Linked DNA regions of Drosophila melanogaster: region 2 is linked to region 1. A link is a contact called in public HiChIP or PLAC-seq data. All regions are on one chromosome and are shown on one strand. The core of a region is the stretch at or near the end of the contact, and the rest is flanking DNA. Distances in the headings are between cores, read along the strand shown. Region 1 holds the start of lncRNA:CR46530 (long non-coding RNA:CR46530). Region 2 holds the start of GILT1 (Gamma-interferon-inducible lysosomal thiol reductase 1).

Region 1 (2,920 bases), core at 104-2,603:
TATAACAATATCTATGCAAGAGCCTGGTAACACCAATTGACTACTCAAATTATCTAAATATCTAAAAAAAAAAGGATTTTTTTTAAATCTCAAATATAGTTTACAAATTCAGCTTAATGAAAGACCTCTAACTCCACCGATTCCCGGAGACGGTCATTAAGAAAACAAAACAAGAATCGTTCGCTTTCGTTTTATGGATACTGCGGGGGATTCTGTAGAAAACCCGGGGCTGATGACCACAGCGTCTGGGATTGGAATCCAGCATGGATTTGGAGTCTGCGAGGGGACACTTTTAAGTGCAATTCGATTTGCTGCTTTTCCCTTTTCCCTTTTCATAATTATAGAGAGTCTTTCGGTTGTTTTCGTTTTGGGCCCTGCAAATTTGCATTTGGCAGTGGGGCGTTTCAGTTTATGGGTTCCTCTTTTTTTCGGCACTATATTATTTCGTTTTATTGTTATTGTGGCTAAACAATTATTTCGGATTCTTGGTCCCCGATTTCGGGGGAGGACGCAGAACGTAGCCCGAAGTAACCTCCGCCGACGGCATTGCCGTCGTTGTGGGCGTCATATTACAGACGACTGGGTGACATGCCCTCGATGGCGATGACGACGACAACGATTCCAAGTTCTTTGTTTGCCCAGCATACATACATGTGTTTTCTATTCCAAATGTCGCCTACAACAATTCGCATTGGATTTCACTTGTTCACAGTTGCCGCGTTTTATTGTTACTAATGTTTAATGGTGTCAGAAGGGTTCCTTCGAAGGGCAATGAGTCATCTCACCTCTGGCAGCTATCCGTTTTGCCGCTGGTATTCTTGCAGTTGGGCCACCGTCGATAAATCCCAATAGGAAAGCTCCGTTCACCGAGAGAATCAAACTAAATTGTCGCCTTAACTGCTAGCACATTTTTGCTTTAAGTCGATGGTTTTAAAATAAATAAACTTAAATGTGTGTTGCGGCCGAGCGAGTTTTGTGTTTTTGCCGGAAAAGGTTTTCCTAATGAGCCCGTTAACGGGTATTATGCGATTGCGTTTATGGCACTTGGGCAATTTGCTTGCTAGAATTCTTGACTTATTTCTAATGCACACAGATATTTTTATATATTTATATATATTATTTAACACTTGTAGGCACAGCGAGAAAATTATCCAAACTGGGATATATGTGTATGGATATTATATATATCGGTAATATACATATATGTATATAAGGACAGACGGCGTGGACGCGCAGCTGAACCAGCGAGCGGGCGGCGAGCGAATGAGTGACTACTCAAATGGACCGAGCTCAGCCTGCAGTAACTGGGGGCAGCAGAAGCAGCAGCAGCAGCAGCCGCAGCAGCAGTATAAGCAGCAGCAGCACGGCAGCAACATCACATCCCAGCGGCAACACCAACACACAGGCAAGTGATGTGGAGGCGCGACGAGTGCGCACGCATACGCACACAGAGGCAGCACACACGGACACCACTTCAATCCCCTTGACTGGAAGTCGCTGGTGTTGGTGGTGGCTAAGCATGCAACTTTCCAGCCTTCTTTCCCGTTTACCAGTGCGCCAGTGTGCGTGTATTAATGAATGAAACGCCAATGCCACCGCGCCACCCCCTCCCCGAGCACCCCACCCACCTCAGTTTTCCCACACCCCTTGGTATGCCTGTCCGTGTGTATGTGCTCACGTTTTCCGCCGGATCTGGATGATGTGGACGTGCTCGGCGACCGGTGGCGAAGGAACTGCGCTGCGCATGCGTGCGGCATGCCAAAAGGTATTAGCCAGGTGGATCGGCATTTGGCCAGGTTCTCGAAACAGCATCACTCAGTTTCATGAATAACTATGTCAATAGGTGTCCTTTTGCGAAATGTACGTATATTACTGATCCAAATTATAATTGATGTGTATTCTATTTATTTTCTGAGCGGATCCTTAACAAAAAGTTTCTATATAATAACTTCTAAAACTCAATTTACATATGAATTGAAATATCGGAATAGTTTTACATGTGTATAAGCAATAAAAATATAATTACTTCCGTGCACTTACCTGCATTTTTAGAACTCATTTAAGTTAACACAATCAGCAGCTTATATAATTCTAAGGAAAAAAATAACAGCTTTAAATGGTTAAACTTTGAAAATTAAGTCAAATATAACAAAATTTAGATATTATGAAAACAAAGCAATTGATATGTTAAAAAATAAAATTTATTGAATATCCCAAAAGTATGCTAAATAAACGTTGTAAGAATAGTAGCAACAATATCCAATTGGAAACCGGAAAACCCTTAAAATTTCAAACCTTTTTTTCCATTTAATTTTTTTTTTATTAAATCAATGCGTGACTGGCGCAACTTTGAAAGAGCGCATGAGGCGCACCTAAAACAGTTTTTTTTTTTGCTACATTGTCAATTTTTTTTTACGAGGAACTCGAGAAACGTCTTGTTATCCGACAGTCGTAGCAGCATCTAGCACGGGGATTGATTTGAGTGGATATTTACGTGGTTAAGCGGGATACATGGTATCGAAGTTTCATGTACAATCAGATAGTCCGCGGTGAGACAGTTCCTTCTCCAATACTTATATACAAACTACCGAAGGACCTCAATGCATGCGCGTGAGGTCCTCGACGATCTTTATGACATCCTCCACATCCGCACTCTTTCGTTCGCCATTCAGTGTCAACTGGAAAGCAAATGTAAGACTGTTATTATCAGCTCCTAGTGGTCAAATGCAATTTAGCTCACCTCCAATCCCTGAACGGCATCGCGCATCTTGTCGCGACTCAAGTCCAAAAAGCTCTCAATTAGATCTCCATCGATGAATCCCTCGCTGGGTTCAACTTTGCTGTTGATTTGGAAATTGCGGTAGTACGTGTGCTCAATCTTGCCCACCGACTTGATTATTTTCTTCAGCCGCTCCTCCAG
Region 2 (3,050 bases), core at 226-2,725, 340 kb before region 1:
GCTGACTGTGTTTAGCTGAGTAGTATGGCATTTGATTTGCTGACTGTGGATAGCTTTGTGCTATGGCACGTGCTTAGGGCTTGGTCACACTTAAGTTAGCCAATTAGAAAAGTAAACAATGTCTAACTGGAAGCCGTCAGGCTACGAATTACTAATTAGAAAATCTCCAACTAGACATGAATAGGAAAACCTCTAACTAGATTTGAATAGGTAAACCTCCTATCGATAGTAGCCGGTAAATATCGATATCGAATTACCGGGTGACCATCGGCTTAAGTTCCAGCTCTATGTTTACGTGTAGAACTTTATTTTCGGTTTAGTTTTGTTTACCAATAAATTTCGTTAGCTATGACAAATCTACAACGCTGGCTATTTTACGCATCGCTCTTTGCGATTCCCTATCTCTCCGTTGTTTTGGGAACAGTGCAAACGCCACTAACTACCAAGTATTTCCTGCACATTCAGCTTTTACCACTTTTGCTCCTCGTGATTTTTGGAGTGAGTTTTTGGATATGAATCAATGCAGATAACACCTCTTATTGACTACTACTATATATTACCCACAGATATATTCCGTTTGGACTGTTCTATATAGAACTCTGACTTTTAACGATTGTCCCGAGGCCGCCAAGGAGCTGCAGGATGAAATTCAGGAGGCTCGCAAGGATTTGATAGCCAAGGGATTTCGGTTTCGAGATTAGGAGACTTCCAGCTCGTAGGACTTGTGCATGTTAATCTGTAATTCCATTATTTATAAAAACAAAAATTACGCAAATTTACTCTAGACCGCATTTTGTGTGGGCGGACGCGTTGTTGGGGGCTGATTTCCCCAGGTGTCGGAAGTTTGGTGGCCAAATTATGTTGAGGTTTTGAAAGGATATGCTTGAAAAAGTATGGAATATGTTTATGTTTAATTGGCTTAGCTCCCCTGTGAATTACTCAAAATAAAAAATATAAGAAAACTAAAAAAGTATATGAGGTAAAATACGTTTAAAGAGATTAATAATATTCTTTACGGAAAACATATTTTTACTTAATGAACATGGTATATGGAAAACTCGTAAGTGCGAACCATATATTGCAAATCCATGCTTTGGCTATCTATTTCCAATAAATCAATTTTTTTAAAATTCTCTTAATTACAATGCGAAAGAGAAAAAAATATACTGTTTCAAAACTTTAATTTTCTCTTCTGCAAAATACTGGAAGGAGTTATAATTGCGAAGCTGAATGTTGTGATACTCAAAAGATCCAATATAAACCGATTAATAGCCATTTGAAGTTAATTTGTGTAATTTTTTTTTTAATGGCGGACAATAGTTTGAAAATAGAAATAAATTTCAAGAAGATAATACATAGTTGATGATAAAAAAGATAGTACATTTATTTACTCATGGTTGGGCAGTCTGGAAATCGGCTTTCTAATGGCCGACTGGAACTGGAACGGCGGTTTAAGCGTCAAGCTCTCTACAACAATCAACAGTTCGCGCTCAGCCACCGAACCGCTAACAACACGACCGCCGTTCGTTACGTGCTGGCTATATAACTGCATTTATAAGAAATTCTGAAGAACGAGAAGCCTGAAGATGAGTCACAAAATCGCCGCTGTGTGCCTCTTGATGAGCTGCCTGATTGCCACGGCTTATAGTGCCGCTAAGGTGAGTTTCCGGCTCGGAAAAACCCTTCGCCAAACTAGCGAAAAATCAGCCAACGGGGCCAACTAAGCCATTACACAACAGCCAAGCGTGTCAGGGGCACTCCGAATTGCTTTTACCATTTAGGTGAAGACGTGATTAAGTCGAATAACTAAATAGTGGGGGTATAGGAATACAAAAATGCAAAATAAAAAAATCCATAAAAGAGCTGCACCCTTTTCGTGGCAGCAACAAGTGGCATTTCGAGAGTTTAACGAACTGTGCCACACGTCGTAGTCGTCGGATCGGAAAATGCCGCCACCGTGGAAAAGCGTAGAGCATAATTGACAATATAAATGCATGTGTATGCGTGTATGTATGTGTATGTGAGCTTGGAGAGCGCCCTGTTGCTCTGTTGTTATTTTCATTTGGGCGAAGAACCGGTTCGGAGACCAGTTTCGATTTCTCATAGAAGAACCGGAGCTTGCCGGCACAGCCCCAACTGCAACTTCATTCTACACTGAGCACAATGTTTCCAAGAAGTATCAGCAATTTCAAGCAGAAGATCATTAGTCATATTCCATTTTATCTAACAATTCTTCTGATATACGATACCTTCCTGATTTTATTGGTATTTTTTCATCATTTTATGTTGGTGTATTAAAAATGATCACTCATATATGCTCACCTAGATTTCTACAATTATTCAGCTATATTTTTGCACTATCACAACCCCGTTAATTTATGCAATGCATTTTCAGAACGTTCCAAAGTTAGGTATAATTTTTTTGTGTGCACATATGTGCGGTACAATCGAATTGTATATACATACATATATACTTAGCTGAGTCTGCTGCTGTTGTTGTTTAGATCGAGAAGAATGGCGGGTTCTTTCGGCGATGTGTCATTAGCTTTTATATAACTTCAACTCCAACAAAAAGCAATTTGCATTTGTATTCATAGCCGTTTGCACATATTTGTGATTATTTTCTTTATTTTTTATTGCCCCTGCTTTTCGGCTGGCATTGTTCAAACATTTGCGCTTCGATCACGAGCTTTACAAAGTTTACTTAAATTTTCCATCTAAATAAAGCTTCAATTTGGGCTAAAATAATCAACTGAAATTACATTAAATGAATGCCATTTGATTGCACAGCCACTAATAAATAAACATATGTATTAGAAGCACGTAAGCTTGAAAATAGTCATTTGTTCGGAATATTTGTAAGCTATTTTATTGTAAATACGGATTTTATGTTGACTGTACGCAATTCTTAAATAATAACTAATTTGGCGTTTGATGAATACTTGAAAGAAAGGCTATAGTCAGCAATTTTTATCTGTTTATTACGTACGAAAATGTGTCGCAATTTCTGAATTCATTTAAATTGGGGGAGTAGACCTAAGATAACAAAA

What was found. HiChIP or PLAC-seq counts read pairs in DNA pulled down with a chosen protein or histone mark.
Region 2: a contact with region 1 is called in an H3K27ac HiChIP or PLAC-seq map of the Kc167 cell line, with 7 times the contacts expected there. The contact joins the promoter of GILT1 here to the promoter of lncRNA:CR46530 in region 1. A contact is called at or near these places in 4 of 107 Hi-C or Micro-C datasets (the Clone 8 cell line, the S2 cell line and embryonic neurons) and 1 of 6 datasets of contacts at active chromatin or transcription factors (the Kc167 cell line).

Annotation. Positions count from the first base shown.
Region 1 is chr3R:13,056,109-13,059,028 of dm6, reverse strand. It overlaps lncRNA:CR46530 (long non-coding RNA:CR46530), which reads left to right and starts at 1,353. Exons shown (of 1, transcript NR_190039.1): 1 at 1,353-2,211. pic (piccolo) reads right to left here. Exons shown (of 7, transcript NM_142000.3): 6 at 2,741-2,920; 7 at 2,304-2,678. The coding sequence ends at 2,598. sim (single-minded) reads right to left here and starts at 1,274. Exons shown (of 8, transcript NM_169495.4): 1 at 786-1,274.
Region 2 is chr3R:13,400,287-13,403,336 of dm6, reverse strand. GILT1 (Gamma-interferon-inducible lysosomal thiol reductase 1) reads left to right here and starts at 1,475. Exons shown (of 4, transcript NM_142030.4): 1 at 1,475-1,658. The coding sequence starts at 1,587. Dpm3 (Dolichyl-phosphate mannosyltransferase subunit 3) reads left to right here and starts at 286. Exons shown (of 2, transcript NM_001038962.3): 1 at 286-498; 2 at 567-778. The coding sequence starts at 349. The coding sequence ends at 701.